2 separate regions of the Sus scrofa genome follow, and region 1 is linked to region 2. A link is a contact called in public HiChIP or PLAC-seq data. All regions are on one chromosome and are shown on one strand. The core of a region is the stretch at or near the end of the contact, and the rest is flanking DNA. Distances in the headings are between cores, read along the strand shown. Region 1 holds the start of WNT9B (protein Wnt-9b). Region 2 holds the start of NSF (N-ethylmaleimide sensitive factor, vesicle fusing ATPase).

The links. HiChIP or PLAC-seq counts read pairs in DNA pulled down with a chosen protein or histone mark.
Region 1: an H3K27ac HiChIP or PLAC-seq map of skeletal muscle shows a contact between it and region 2, with 3 times the contacts expected there. The contact joins the promoter of WNT9B here to the promoter of NSF in region 2. A contact is called at or near these places in 2 of 47 Hi-C or Micro-C datasets (embryonic fibroblasts and epiblast stem cells) and 1 of 2 datasets of contacts at active chromatin or transcription factors (skeletal muscle).

What each region holds. Positions count from the first base shown.
Region 1 is chr12:17,707,434-17,711,181 of Sscrofa11.1, reverse strand. WNT9B (protein Wnt-9b) reads right to left here and starts at 2,136. Exons shown (of 4, transcript XM_021066827.1): 1 at 1,998-2,136. The coding sequence starts at 2,077. The region is part of intron 5 of LOC102167870 (a long non-coding RNA gene); the gene reads left to right.
Region 2 is chr12:17,457,638-17,461,589 of Sscrofa11.1, reverse strand. NSF (N-ethylmaleimide sensitive factor, vesicle fusing ATPase) reads right to left here and starts at 2,477. Exons shown (of 21, transcript NM_001244560.1): 1 at 2,444-2,477. The coding sequence starts at 2,455. It overlaps LOC102165973 (a long non-coding RNA gene), which reads right to left. Exons shown (of 3, transcript XR_002337071.1): 3 at 3,908-3,952.

The sequences.
Region 1 (3,748 bases), core at 887-3,386, 250 kb before region 2:
TGGTAGCTTAAGTGTACTTTTGCCAGCTCTGTCCAGGGGGATCTCACGACTTGGAAGAGGTGGCCCATGTGCACTTGAACCCTCTCAGCCCCAACCCACCCCTGATCCCTTTTCATTTCCCAGGCCACCCTCTTGCTCACAACCTTCAAGTTCCAGCCCTGTGTACTGCCACATACTTTTTTTCCCTTCCCACCACACCAGCCCGGGTGGTCCCAGCCCTCTGGAGCCCCTCTCCTCCCACCTCACCTGGCCCTTGCCCCATCCACAACCTTCAAACCCGAGCAAACGAAAAGACTGTGGCAATGAGCTGGTATCCGAGCTCATCATTTGTCCTCTACAGTCCGGCTCAAGTTGGGGCTGGATATCAAAATACTGTACCTGGTCTTCTTAATAATTACTAGCATTTACTATGTGCTAGACCCTGTTTTAAGTGCTTTGCAAGTACTAACTCACATGATCCTCATAGGAAATAAGCACTATTATCTCCATTTTACAGATGAGAGACTGAGGCACAGAGAGGTTAAGTGACTTGGCCAAGAGCACACAGCTAGCAAGTAGATGGATTAGGGATTGAACCCAAATTCTGTGCCCTAACCATTCGATCCTGTGTCCTGAGGTAGCAGCAGTGTCTTTTCAAGCCTAAAATCATTGGGAACAACCTGTATGTACAGTGCTCTTGAAGTGAATAGAGAGGCTTAGTCATATCAAGTTCAGCCCCTTCTTTGTACAAAACGGGACACTGAGGCAGAGACTGAGTGGTCTTCCCAGGTCACCAGCAAGTTGAGCCCAGAGCTAGTCTGGGCTGACACTACCCCACCCCCTATACATTTCAGAAGAGGCCATTGCCCACAGCCAAGGCATGCTTTAACCAGGGGTCATGACCTGGAAATTAGCACACAGCCCTATTCCAGCCTCTCCTGGACCTCTCAGACCCTTATTCACCCCTCCCTGCCAGGTCCTCAAGAGTAGTGTCTGGCAAGCCACTTGCTTGGTGGTTTATGTTTTTGGGGTTTGGCTTTTGTTTTTTGTTTTTTTGTTTGTTTGTTTTTTGCTTTTGCGGGATGGGGTTAGACTGTAAACCTCACCCTGACTTAGGTTGAAGATTTCAAAAAATGATTTAAAGTAACAGGCTGTGCATACTTGGAGCAAGCGTGGGGTGGAGGTCAGGAAAGTGACTTCACACCCATGACCCCATCGCCCACCCCAAGTCCCTGCAATTCAGGGTCAGAGAATGAGTGATGATTGCCCTGTAACTTGTTCTCCAAACACTGCCTGCTTTCACCTCATTCTCTCCCCAGGTGTCACGCCACCTCTGATCCTCCTTTTCCAGTCATATACACCACCTCCCCTCTCACTCTCTTCACCATTCTCTTGAGAATTCACCCAAAGCCAGGTCTGAAATTTGGTCAGGTTTCCCCCACAGAGGTTTCTCTCCGCGTCTCCAGCTGACACTCCCCACAGTCCGCAGGTTCCTCCATCGAGATCCCCTCCCCCGGCCTCGGTGACAACCCACCCGCCCAGCCAGCCAGCCAGGTCGCTGCTCCGCGGGGCAAAGGCAGAGGGTGGGGAGGGAGACCCTGGCAAGGGCTATGGCTAGACAGAGCCCACGATGGGGGCTGACAGAGCAACGAGTGAGGGTCAGAGAGGATATCTGAGCCCGAGACTGACGCCTGGACCGGAACAAGGTCCGAGACGCCTGCAGGGGTCCGGGAGCCTGCACCGGGCCAGGGTCCGAGACCTGATGGAGTGGGCGGGATGAGGTCTCGGACAGGGCAGGGGAGAAGAGCGGAGGTGTAGGGGATCAGAGCTCGGACCGAACCTGGGAAGCCAGAGAAGGCGGTCGGGGCGCGAACTCCGACCCTGAGGTGCGGCCAGTGCTACCGGGGCTAAGGACTGAGTTCGAGATCCCACCCCGGCCACCAGCGGGAAGGAAAAGTTGGCGGTGCTGCAGCGGGAGGAGGGGAAGGCAGGCGAACCGGGGCGCAGCGGGCACTGACCCGAAGTAGGCGGCGGCGGCGGCGGCGGGCAGCGCCAGCAGGCAGAGCGCGGCCAGGGCCAGCGCGGGCGGGGGGCGCATGATGCCGGCGACGCGGCGCCCTGTCGCATCTCCTCGCGCTGCTCAGTGCTCGCAGCGCCGCCACCAGCCGCCTGCAGGGCTTTAAACCCGGGTGGTGTGGGGCGGGGCGGAGCGGTTGGGGGGCGGGAGTGGCGCTTGCAGTGTCCCGGGGCGGCGAGCCCCCCGCCTCATTGGCCCCGCCGGCTTGCTCCGCCCCATCGCGGGTGGGGCCACCGCCCCGGGTCCGCCCCCGCCCTGCCCCCCAGCTCCCCTCCCACCCGCCCCAGGTGAGAGCTCACCTGAAGCCGCTCGGGCCGAAGAACGCGGCGGCTGAACCCGAAGGCCCTCGGGCCTGGAAGGCGAGGATGGGGGTACGAGGCGGGGACCGGGGGATTTCTGCCTCCCTGGGCGGGTGGTGGGACGCGCAGAATTCCCTCCCCTCACAAGGAAAAAGGGGTGGGGGGCATAGAAGGAGGGAGACGCTCGGAGTCCCGGAGCTGTGTCTCGTCCGCTCTCCCGCGGGCGGGTGCGCGTCCCTCTGCCCCAGCTCCGCGACTCTTCGAAGGCCGGGCCTTCGAATGCGGACGCAGAGCCGCTCTTCCAGAGCAGGAGAAATGCACGTCTAATGGCAAAGGGAGTCCTGGGAGGTGCCTTGGTCTCAGCGGAAGGGGGAAAGGGAGCCCAGTTTCTAAACAGGACACTGTCTGTCAAGGAGGAGCCCTCAGTGAGCATTTGGTGATGTTCAAGGAACAAAAACCTAGATTCTCCTGTCAGTGGGGCAGGCAGAGCCGGGGCGGGGGAGGAACCTCCTTTCCAAGGTGCGCAGATGCTAGAACTTCCCTCAGACAGCATGGAAATGTCCAGTTTGGGGCCACGACGCTCTGTCTTGCTAAATTTTTTAAAAAGTTTAACCCTAATTCCTGCAGCGAAGGTGCCATGATCAATGCAGTGGGGGGCACCGGTCTAGGAAAGCAACATACAAGTCATCCAAGCAAGATTCATTGCGGTTTTGAAAGTCTTGAACATGGGGTCAAATCCAGGCAAACAAATTGTGACTTGTCCTGAATGCCAAGATCTGCATGTAAAGTTTCCCCCAAATCAACCATGCATGCAGAACACTAGGTGACAGCGACCTTGGCTTTGTGGACACGAAGGGGTTGAGAGACTGGTGGGAAGATGGGAGCTGCAATATTAACAGAGGAAGCCACTGGCCACAGTGAGACTTTCTGAGCTCAGTTTCCCTGTCAAATGAGCAGAGTGATTAGCTAATCAATGATCTTTAACAACTCTGCCAGCGCTATCAAATCTCGTTCTGTTGATGAAGGCGCAGGACCTGAGTAAGTAAATGATGAACTCAGATATGAAATGGGGATGATGACAAATATCTCACAGGATTTTTCTGTAGAGATAAGAGTGATGCCAGGAGTTCTCGTCATGGCTCAGTGGTTAATGAATCTGACTAGGAACAATAAGCTTGTGGGTTTTATTCCTGGCTTTGCTCAGTGGGTTAAGGATCCGGCGTTGCAGACGGTGTATGTTGGTGTAGGTTGCAGACACGGCTCGGATCCCATGTTGCTGTGGCTGTGGTGTAGGCCGTGGCTACAGCTCCGATTAGACCCCTACCCTGGGAACCTCCACATGCCGTGGGTGCGGCCCTAGAAAGGACAGAAAGACCAAAACCAAAACAAAAAA
Region 2 (3,952 bases), core at 1,228-3,727:
AAATGACAGATAAATCTCTAAGGAAAGGAATATAGTTCTTCAAGAGCATATTAACACAAGATCCTGACTTAGTGCCGATCCGAACAGGCTTCCCCTGAGTAGCTGAGTGATCTATGCTTAGGAGGTAAACGATTATGAGCAGAACATCACATCACAAAGAAAGGACACACATGCAAAGACCTTGCGGTAAGAGGTTCAAGGAATAGAAAGGCTTATATAACCTGAGCATAAAGAGTAAGCGGGTGAGTAGAGATGCAGGAGCAGAACCACAAAGCATTTTAAAGGCCCAGTTAAGGACCTGATCTCCCAAAAGTAAAGAGATGCTACTGTGGAGGGTGTAAGAAGCAAGGGGCATGGAAGGGAACAATGTGCTGAATGGCAGAAGGGGACCTCTTGGTCCCACAGGAGTCCAAGCCAGAAATGATAGCAGTTTGGGAAAGGCGAAAATGAAGTTGTAGAGAAGTGGACAGACTGAAGGGATTTTCAGGATGTTACAGTGACAGAACCCACGTAACTAGTCCAGGGATGATTTGGATATAGTTTAAAGCAGCAATGCTCGAGGCAGATTCTATGGCCCTACTAATAGCCCCCCCCTTTTTTTTGAGGGAGGGGAGGAACAGAACTCAGTGATGGATTTCACTTGGAGGCAGAGGATATGGTGAGGGATGTATTAAGAATGACCCATTCCCAAGGTTTCCAGCCTATTTAAGCAGATGTATTGTAGAGCCACTGATTGAAATAGGGAAAGTACTAATTAGGTGGGCTAAGACCAGTGGTTTGAATTTGAACAAGTTCAGTTTGAGGTGCCTTGGTTTTGAACAGTCAGTTTGACCTATTGATTTGAAACTTAAAGAATAGGTCTGGACTAGGAGTAAAATCTTGAGAATCGTTGCCATATAGACAGCCCTTGAAACTGGGCTTAGACCAGATTGCCTGGGGAAGAAACAGTGAGGAGAGAGCCTAGAGGAATATCTGCATTGGATAACAGAGGAGAGGAGGGTGAGTCTGCAAAAGAGAGGTCTGACTAAAAACAGGAGCGAGGCTGAAGCCATGAGAAGAGCGTTTACCACGAAGGAGGCAACCGTCAACGATGTCAAATGCTCTTGAGACAGTCAGGAAGCCAAGGAATGAAAAATGTCATTAAGTTTAGGGACATGTTTCAGTGAGAGAAGAGGGTCAGAAATCAGAGTGCAATGGGCTGAGGGATGAGGGGGTGGTAAGCAACTGGGAGACAGATACATGGAGACAACTCTATCAAGATTTCTGGCTGTAAAGTGGGAAGAGAAAAGGTGACAGCTGTGTGGATGGAGGAAGGATGTGTTTTAAGATGGGAAAAGCTTGAGTTTGTTAAGAGGGAGCAGGTGGGGATCCTTGGAAGGTGGGAAAAGGCAGAATCTGAAGCACAGGTGGAGGAAGTAGCCATTGTTAACCTGGGGAAAAGAAGAGAAAGAGGCCTCATTAAACGACCTTTAAAGTCTCTTCTCACTCTAGAAGCTCCTGACTGGCGATTTCCTTCAGGGAGGACATCTGCATGTATGCATAATCTATGCAAACTTATTCAAATATACCAGTAGAAATAAATCAGTCAAGCACATGCTTATCCTCTAATGACGCAGTTTATGTCCCCTGGTTTGCCACCAGTGTAATCTCTGGACAGAATCCATCCCTTAGAGAGGTTTTTGCTCCACGCACACTGCAGTACAGCACAGAACCACCCTATCTCCCCTCGTCAAACCCATACTACACCGCGATCTCAGAGGCTAAAGGAGGAAGTAAAATTTAAAAGCCTGAAACTACAACCTATCCTGCTGTATTCGAAACGACTGTCATTCATAAAAGCAAAACGCGACACCTCAAATCCATCCCCACTCCAAGCTAAAGGCACTGCTGCCTGTTCCGGCAGTGACACGTCCCCCAGATGGCCGGGTTTAACACTAAAAGTCATTTGCACCCCCTCCTCCTTCCCAAGTCCTTTCATTGTGAAAAACCAGAAATGGGCTCCTAATGGTCCTTGCCACAGCCCTCGCCTCAATGCAGCAGACGGATCCCCCGCAGTTATTCCAGAGGTGGGACCTATTTAGCCCTCGAAATGGGGTGCTGAGACCCCCCGCAGCCTTTAGTACGGGCTGGGACTGCCATGACCCTGCGGCTACCCTGAGAAGCTGGGGGACAAACCCCAAGGGATGGAAAGGGAGAATTAAGGGAGACCCAGGAGATCCGGGTAGCGAGGGGGTCACCTCTCCTCGAGCTTCCTAAAGAGGCTGGAGTTTCTGAGCAGGGCTAATCCCCTGCCACCGTTTCCCCATCCCACCCTCTCTGGCTCGCCGCCCCTCCAACGCCGCCTCTGCTCAGACTCACACCCTTCCCCTGGTGCCGTCTGGACCTCGAGGTGCCCGCGAACCCGCACCCTCGCCTCGAGCCGCGGCTCCGGGCCGGCACTCACCCGGCCCGCCATCTTCGCAGACGCGTCCAGCTCTGCCGCCGCAGCTGGGCACTCGGCAGAGACCGCCCCCGCCGCGCGCGCGCCCGCCGTCCGCCCTCGCGCAGGCGCGCAGCCTTCTTGAAGCTGCGCGCGCGCGCCTGGCCGCGTCCCCGACGCCCCCGCCTCGCAGGGCGCGCGCAGGCTTGACAGCCGCCGAGGGCGCGGGGGGGGCGGAGGCGCCATTTTGAACGCGAGCGGCGGCGGCGGCGGCGGTGGCGGGGCTGCGACTGTCTTTCTAGAGAGTAAGGGTCCGCTGGCGGCTTTCTCCAGCGGGCCTTATGACAGCTGGCCGTTTTCGCCGAACTTTGTAGCATTGACTTCGATGCTTTTAAACACCGAGCCCTTGCTTACCTCTTTGCAGCTGCAGTTTGCCCTTTATTGGCCTTTTAGCTGTATGCTTCCAGGCCCATTTAAATATGAAAATGTCCATAAGAGCACCCAGCGTGGGTACCAGTCCTTCTCTAGGGGAGATCAGGAATGAGTGGTTGGTTCTGAATTCAAGTTCTGCGTGAATTCAGGATTTTCTACATACGGGAACCTGTTTCCTAGCTCCTTTAAATAATCAACCTCAGCGTTCCCATTTAAGTTAGGCGTAGCCTGGAAAACTCTGGTTAAGATTAATATTTCTTAACGTGTATTCGTAAATTGTGACAGTTCTTTATCTCTGCATATTGTATTATTTTATTATTAAATGTATTTATAAAGGTAACTGGTACCTCCAATGACCTTTAGGAGTTCCCTTGTGGCCCAGCAGGTTAAGGATCATGGTTGTTACTGTTGTGGCTCTGGTGGCTGCCTGGCTCAGGTTCGATTCCTGGCCTGGGAACTTCTGTATGCCATGGGTATAACCAAAACAGAAGCCCTAAATTCAGCTTTTTTCTTTTCTTTTTTTTAATCTTGGTATTTCCCTTCTACCATACCATTTCCTCACTGGGATCTCACGACTGATAGTAATAACCACACACTATAAGAAGAAAGTTTCTCCCAAATAGTCTCCCTAATGCTTGTTTGCCCCTACTATCTTTTATTTCTCTTCATATTTACACAAGGCTATAAGAAATGATAGGATGCAGCAGAAACTGACACGACACTGTAAATCAACTATACTTTAATAAAAATAAAATTTGAAAAATAGAAATGGGAGTTCCCATTGTGGCTCAGCAGTAAGGAGTCCGACTAGTATCCATGAGGATGTGGGTTCGAACCCTGGTCCTCCTCAGTGGGTTAAGGATCTGGCATTGCCGTGAACTGTGGTATAGGTCGCAGATGTGGCTCAGATCTAGCACTTCTGTGATGTTGGCTGGCAGCTGCAGCTCCAATTCCATCCCTAGCCTGGGAACTTCCATGTGCCGCGGGTGCGGCCCTAAAAAGCAAAGATTAATTAATTAATTACAAATTTAAAGAGTAAAAAATAGAGATGTTAGGGGTTAATTAGGAAAAAAAATAGTTTTTTCCAACTTGAGGAAAGGA